Regions from separate parts of the Gossypium hirsutum genome. Here region 1 is linked to region 2. A link is a contact called in public Hi-C data. All regions are on one chromosome and are shown on one strand. Each heading gives the region's core, a stretch centred on a gene start, on an enhancer-like site or on the middle of the called end of the contact. The rest is flanking DNA. Distances are from core to core; before and after follow the strand shown. Region 1 holds the start of LOC107892206 (glycosyltransferase family 92 protein RCOM_0530710). Region 2 has its middle 21 kb from the start of LOC121221442.

What was found. A called contact is a pair of places that touch in the nucleus more often than the background predicts.
Region 1: a Hi-C map of leaf shows a contact between it and region 2, with 2.1 times the contacts expected there. The contact joins the promoter of LOC107892206 here to the enhancer-like site in region 2. A contact is called at or near these places in 2 of 34 Hi-C or Micro-C datasets (both in leaf).

The regions. Positions count from the first base shown.
Region 1 is chrD09:11,117,457-11,120,827 of Gossypium_hirsutum_v2.1, forward strand. LOC107892206 (glycosyltransferase family 92 protein RCOM_0530710) reads left to right here and starts at 1,940. Exons shown (of 8, transcript XM_016817222.2): 1 at 1,940-2,297; 2 at 2,402-3,371. The coding sequence starts at 2,120.
Region 2 is chrD09:10,899,260-10,902,700 of Gossypium_hirsutum_v2.1, forward strand. No RefSeq gene overlaps it. Among protein-coding and RNA genes, the nearest start is that of LOC121221442, 21 kb to the left of the region's middle. Within about 2 kb of position 1,287, at least 4 of the 9 cell types and tissues checked have an H3K27ac peak or open chromatin away from gene starts, as enhancers often do. A contact at or near this core is called in leaf, where this site is marked.

The sequences.
Region 1 (3,371 bases), core at 690-3,189, 220 kb after region 2:
CTCTCTCCCTCCACCCCTTTATACTGTTGCAAATATACCATTTTGGCAAATAATAGTATTGACATACCATTTAAGTATTTAATTTTTTTTAGTATTTTATATGTAAAAAATCCCATTTTTTAGCTTAATTTTTTAAATTTTGAATTTGTTTATTTTAATTAATTAAATTTTATAAAAATATATTTTAAAACTACTTCAATGAATTTTTGTACTAAATTTTCTCAATCTTTTATACATAATAAATTTAAAAAGTAAGAGTTCTATGTTGAAATTCTTTTACTATTAAAATTTAATATGTGACCAATTTAGTAGGCAGTATTTAAAATGAAATATGAAAAAAAAAATTGGATGTTAAAGTTTAATCATTTTGAAAAGTAGATTGAGTTGTAATTTAGTTGGTATTTTGAAACAATTTAGTTTTTTTTAATTGTTAAAGTTATAAATCATTTCGTTTTTAACTTTTTTATTTTTTTAATTTTTTAAAAAGTTTTAAAAAACGAATATCATTTTCGAGGAGAGCTGAAAGGTAGTTGAGTTTCCATTTCCCAAACTGTTAAAAAACAAAAATAATTCTTTTTATATTTTTTTTTCTTTTCATTGAATCTTTATGAGAAGGTTGTAGTTTAAATCTGTGCCAAAGTTTCAAGCAAAAAGAAAATAGAATTTTTATTTGAATATCGTCTCTTAACCAATTTTTTGAAAATTATGCTTTCGAAAATTGAACACCATTATAAGTACATTTAACATGCATTTCTCAATCTCAATCCTTTAAATCCTTAGACCACTCAAGAAATTGAAATAATAACATACGGGTAATTTGAGTATACTGAAACCCATTATCTTTTATTTAAAAATTTGAGAGGGGCTATAAATAATTTTAGACATAGTATCAAAAAATAAAAACTAAAAATTAAATTCAACGAAGTAAATAAATAAATATATATTTCTTTTGAAAAGGAAAGGAAAAATTCCATTCCTCCCTTTTCCTACTTTTTAAGAGGATTGATTTTCAACCTTAACTCATGGGTGATGTGGCAAGTTCTGAGATCATAGGTCTCACTTTGAGAATAGTGGTCCCTTCAATCATGGAGGCATTTGAGTTTGCATAATCAACACGAAAGGTAGCTAATTTGCTACATTATGCATATCTAAGCTTTCCGAATACGTCCACGTGGCTGTTTCTTAGCGGCTAGATGAAGTCTTTCCTCATTCAGTGTACCAGTTCATCGTTGACAGTTATTCCTTTCCAGTTTCCACCCATATGCCTTAAATTCAGTATCTTCGTTTCTCTACACATTTCTCAAACTTGTTTACCCAAATCAATAAATTATCCTTAAAATAATTAAAATAAATTTGTCTTCTTCTTCTTCAAATTAACTCAAAAGTGATATGAAATTATATAAAAATAATAATTAAGTGATAAGAGAACAAAAATTATTTATTTTAAAAAAATAGGTATTGACTATACTTATTTGAATTCATTTCATTTTATAATACGTTCTAAATTCATGGAGCTAAATCAAATATTTTCAGCAAGAAAATGTTTTATATATTAATATAATATATTTAAATTTTATTTAATAGAGTGATAAAATCAAAGCTAAAAAAATACTTATATTTAATTCCATTAAAAGTTACAACATTACCGTGAATAAGAAAAATCTCAATCCTTTAAAGGTTAATATTCTAAATGAAATAATTTACCTGTTTGGATTCTTCCTAAGTTACTGAAAACAACAATTAATCCCCAAAGCAACAAGGCCACGATTAAAAGTAGTAAATAAAAAACCCTTTTCATCATCAGGTAATGATGGCGTGGCATAATCTTATTGGAGAACAGCCAAAGAGGTGAAAAAACAAGATGAACCTCTAAACACAGAGGATCATCACCGAGGAAACGGAGGAAAAAGTAACGACCGAATATAAACCGACACGAACGGTCGAAACATCAAAGCATGATTTTGATAGCAGCACCTAAATTTTCTCTCTTTTTAATTTCTTTTATTTTCCCCTAAATTTTCTTTTCAGTTTTCGAGTACTCGAAAGAAAATCCAAACGAACAAAAATAATATTTGGATTTAAAAAACCTGCGATAATCGAGCCAAAACGACTCAGATGAATGAGAAAGTTTTTGGTTGTTCTCAATTGGTTTCCAAAGGGACGGAAATCAATGAGGTTCCGTAGTCGGAACTACATCAATTCCTGGGGCAAATTTTTCTGGTTCGCTGCTTTCATCGTCTCCACTTTCGTTCTTTTCAATGGCTTCTCCTACTCTAACTTTCGCTTTCTTTTTGGAGGTAATTTTGTCTATTTCTTTAGCTATTTCTTTTGGTTTTTTTATTCATCAGTAGCTTACTTTTTTTTATTATTTTTTGAATTATGTATTTTAAAAAAAAAACAGAAAGATTCGAGCCTGTGTTGAAGTTCGCACGCAAAACTCCAACCGCAAACGCCATCGTGTCTGGCGAACATCCGGTAACTCAGATACTCTCGGTTCGTGAAACCGTTTTGCTCCCCGATCAAGTTATACTTTTCCTAAAATACCCTCGGTCGGCTCGTTTATTTACCAAAGAGGAACTTGACTGCGTGTACCTCTCGGTTCATAACACCTCACCCGTGCCGCGGCTTAAGCAGTCGCCGGCTCGTGTTGATACGGAGCAGCTAGGTGAGCAGATCGTACGATGTCCTAGTGGCCCACGTGGACTGCTTATAACGGTTGGTTCAAAGTCAAATGGGGTCTTTCCAGCTGGTCCCACTCACTACTGGGACTCGCTTGCGTACGAAGCTTTGGTCGATAATGATAATACGACGGTCGTTTTTGTCAAGGGTCTTAATCTACGGCCAGAAAGAGTCTCCAACGCATCAAGATTTGAGTGCGTGTACGGCGAAGATTTTAGCAGGCTAAAACTTGTGTTGAGATCAGAGGTTTTATCAATAGCTCAAGAGATCGTACGGTGCAGAACGCCTTTAATTGTTTTGAATAGTCAAAAAAAAGTCAATAGCTCTGTTAAGGTTTCAGTTAGGATCAAGGGTGGAGGAACATTACCTTCCATAGCTCGATTGGGTTTCTTGTCGGATTCTGGTCGTGACCCGTTACCCACCCGAAAACCACACGAAACCTGCATTTGCACCATGGCACGTAACCAAGCGAGGTTTTTGAAGGAATGGGTCATCTACCATGCCCTAATCGGGGTACAACGTTGGTACATTTACGATAACAACAGTGACGACGACACTGATCAAGTCATCGAATCGTTATTCAACGCCGGTTACAACATCTCGAGGCACATTTGGCCATGGATCAAGACCCAAGAAGGAGGTTTCTCTCATTGCGCCTTGAGAGCCAAGGGTTCTTGTGAATGGATCGGGTT
Region 2 (3,441 bases), core at 37-2,536:
AGTTATTTTTATTATTTTAAATATAAAACATTCATTTTTATATTATAAAAAAATAAATTAATTATATATTGAATAAAAAAAATATATTTGAGTTCAGTTTCGAATAACTATTTTAAACTTGCATTTCATAAACGTTCAAATACCTTAGTTCGTTTTGGTTTTCGATTTTTCTTACTCAATTCTTAATTCTTTTTATTCGACTTGACTAGATGAAACACTTTGAGCATGCGTCAACCCTCTTTTATATTTTGTGCCCTCACCCGTCTCCACAAATTTATCCAACTTTTAAACCTAGCCATAAGTACGTTTATCTTGTTACCCAGTATCCAAAACTCATTCAATTTGTTACAAGCTTTACGAGCATCGGGTAAAGATGAATACCTAATAAATTAAAAACGTCTACCACATCTACTTCTCTTCAATGGAATAATTAATAGCATCCATAACCTTGCCATGATCTTGAAAAGCAACCAACAATTCCTTCCAAATGCATTTTCTCCAAGAGATTATACAAAAATAGTGTAAAACAACTTATGCTCCTCAATCTATTTTTAGCATTTCCTGGATTAGATCCTGTTCTACAATATGCCATTTGTCAATTACATCTCCATGTGGTGGCTAAAAAAAACTATATGTCTATATAGTATGTGATACAGAGAAAGATATTATTTTGTTGTTAGATACAAAGCAGGCCTTCTTGCTGGGGTTAATCAAAGATTTGGTTTTGATTATTCAGAACCATTCGATCCATTGCTACCATAAGGTTTGTACTTTATTAACACTGCTTATTTTTAATATTCATATCAAAATTATCCATATCATAAATATACATATGTTTACAATTTAATTTAATATATTTTAACTATTCTCCATGTCATATCCAAATTAATAGCTAAAATAATAAAAAATTACACTTTAAAAGAACTTAACAGATCGTTTTAAAGTTTAGGGATTAATACAAAGTTTTGGCAATAGTTTGGTGAGCTTTGATAGAAATAACCAAGAAAAACAAATGCAATTTAAAGAATATTTTTATTATTGAAAATGACCCTTCCTTCTATCCATTTAATTTGATTTATGTTGGATATTGTTCTAACTTCATTTTCTTACAAAACGTTAATATGTCCGTACAACAAAACTTGGATCTTGTCTTTGTATTTTATGTTATCTTTGTAGATTCTTTAATATTTTTTTCTCTCTCTTTGTCTATATATACACACGCAATTAACAGCACTTATCAACTAACGTTATAGATTTATTACAATTTTGTTTCCATTATCACATTGGCATGTGAATGTACTTCCCCGGAGCGAAACCCACGTGAGTTTCGCTATACCAAGTCAGAAGAATCCTATATTACTCTTCTGTAAAAGGATAATCTTTTTTATATATAAAGCTAAAATTATACAATAAAATATACAAGAATTCCAAAATAAAAGGAATAACTTCTATTTTATTCCAAAGGTAAGTAATATGAATTTTTCAATTTGACTAGAAATATTTATTGAATATTAAATACAATTAATGTACACTTTCATCTTTAAGATGCCATCTAATACATTTAAATTTTGAATTTAATTTTTTTTAATTTTTATTTTATCGACATTTTTTTGTATTAAGGTTAAATCATAAATTGACATATAAATTTTTTTTTCAAGTTGGTTTAAACCGTTAATTTTTTAAAAAGCTTAATCCCATAAATTAGCACCTAAGCTCTATATTTTTTGCCCTTATTGGTAGCTAAATATTTTTTTCCCACAAGTAGTAACTAAACTATTCTTTTGTTATCCATTTTACACAAAATATTATATCTGTTAAAAAATTCCAACCAAAAATAAATTTTCACATCATATAAACTTTAAAAATATTTTTTAATTCTTTTATTTTTTCTTTTATATTATTTAGTTTTTCTTTTCTATTTTTCCTCTTTTTTTCTTCTTCTTTTGCAATACTAGCAACGCTTGAAATTCACCCTCATGGGGTTGAGGTGCTGGCGAATAATTCTATTTTTGAACCTCATCACTTCCTTGCTCGACTTGACAAGATCGAAAATGTTATTTCATTGATCGGAACGGCTTGTCGGACTAGTAAGATCGGGAACCGGTTGAGATATTAGTCAAGAGATAGGGGTTGAACTAATTGAGCCACAAACCAATACAAGCCTGTTGAATGAAGCTAAGAAAAACAATTGGTCTGATTTTCTATTTTTTACTTATTTTTTATTTTCTAAATTTTTAATAATTTATTTGATTGAATCGGAAGAATGGATCAAATCAAGAATTCGTGACCTGTTTGGTTAGGCCATTTGTCTTGTTCTAAAGAGAAAAAAGAAACATTATATATAAAAGAGAAAATAATGCTTTTTGTCTTTTTTGCCACATTTTTTATAGAAAAACAAATAGACTTAAAGATTTGGTTAACAAAGATACCAAATTGAGAAAAAAAAAACAATAGTTTAGATACTACTTGTAACAAAAAAAAAGTTTAAATACCAAAAATGAGAAAATGCATGGTTTAGTTACAAATTTATGGGTTAAGCATTTTCTTAAATACACTTAACAGTTTGACCAACGAAAGTGAAAAAAATATATAATTTAGATACTAATTCAGGAATTAATTTCTCTTTTACTTGGTGTCTTTTTGTCGTAGCTGTGTAATCTTATGGGAATTTACATTTGGTAGATTTCAAGCTAATATATATGGGGAATATGTCACGGGAAACATTTCTGAATCGAATAGTACTATAAAAAGTATAATAATTATTTGATATTTTCCCACATAATATATATTTTCTGAATCGAATCAGGTGTTTATAAGATAAGGTTATTGATCATCGAAATGACGTCTTCGGTAAGCTCTATGCATGCCAACATATATACTACTCTGGACTTAACACGTGTTTATCGTATCACAAGCTTGACTTCACATCTTCTGCCTGCGAACCCCCAGTAATATGCATTCGAACCTAGCTCACGAGCTCATCATGTGAGCTCTCCCCACGAGCCCTTAATGCTTCTATCTTGTGAGGCCCATGTTCCTCTATATCTATTCGGATTGTGGGTTGATAATTCAGAGTTATGTTCGAGTTTTGAATCGGTAACAGGAAATGCCATAACAAAGATAATATTCTCCTTTAATACAATGAAAATAAGAAATAAAACTGTTAATTATTTGAATGACACGAAAACGCGTAAAGATTACAAAGATTACAGCCAAAAATTACGTATGAATCATTAAGCTGTAATAGGGTATTCAAAATGTCATTAACATTATTGGTTAATACTTCTTCCATGCTACTCCTGCATTTTATGAATCATGTGAACAACATATATATTAATCAAATCCAAAAGAGAATTTTCTAAATCTCCAACTTTTTTGCAACTAACACTCTCCATTGACTAGTTGAACTAGGTTAAAATATCAAGGGATATTCACCTTTCT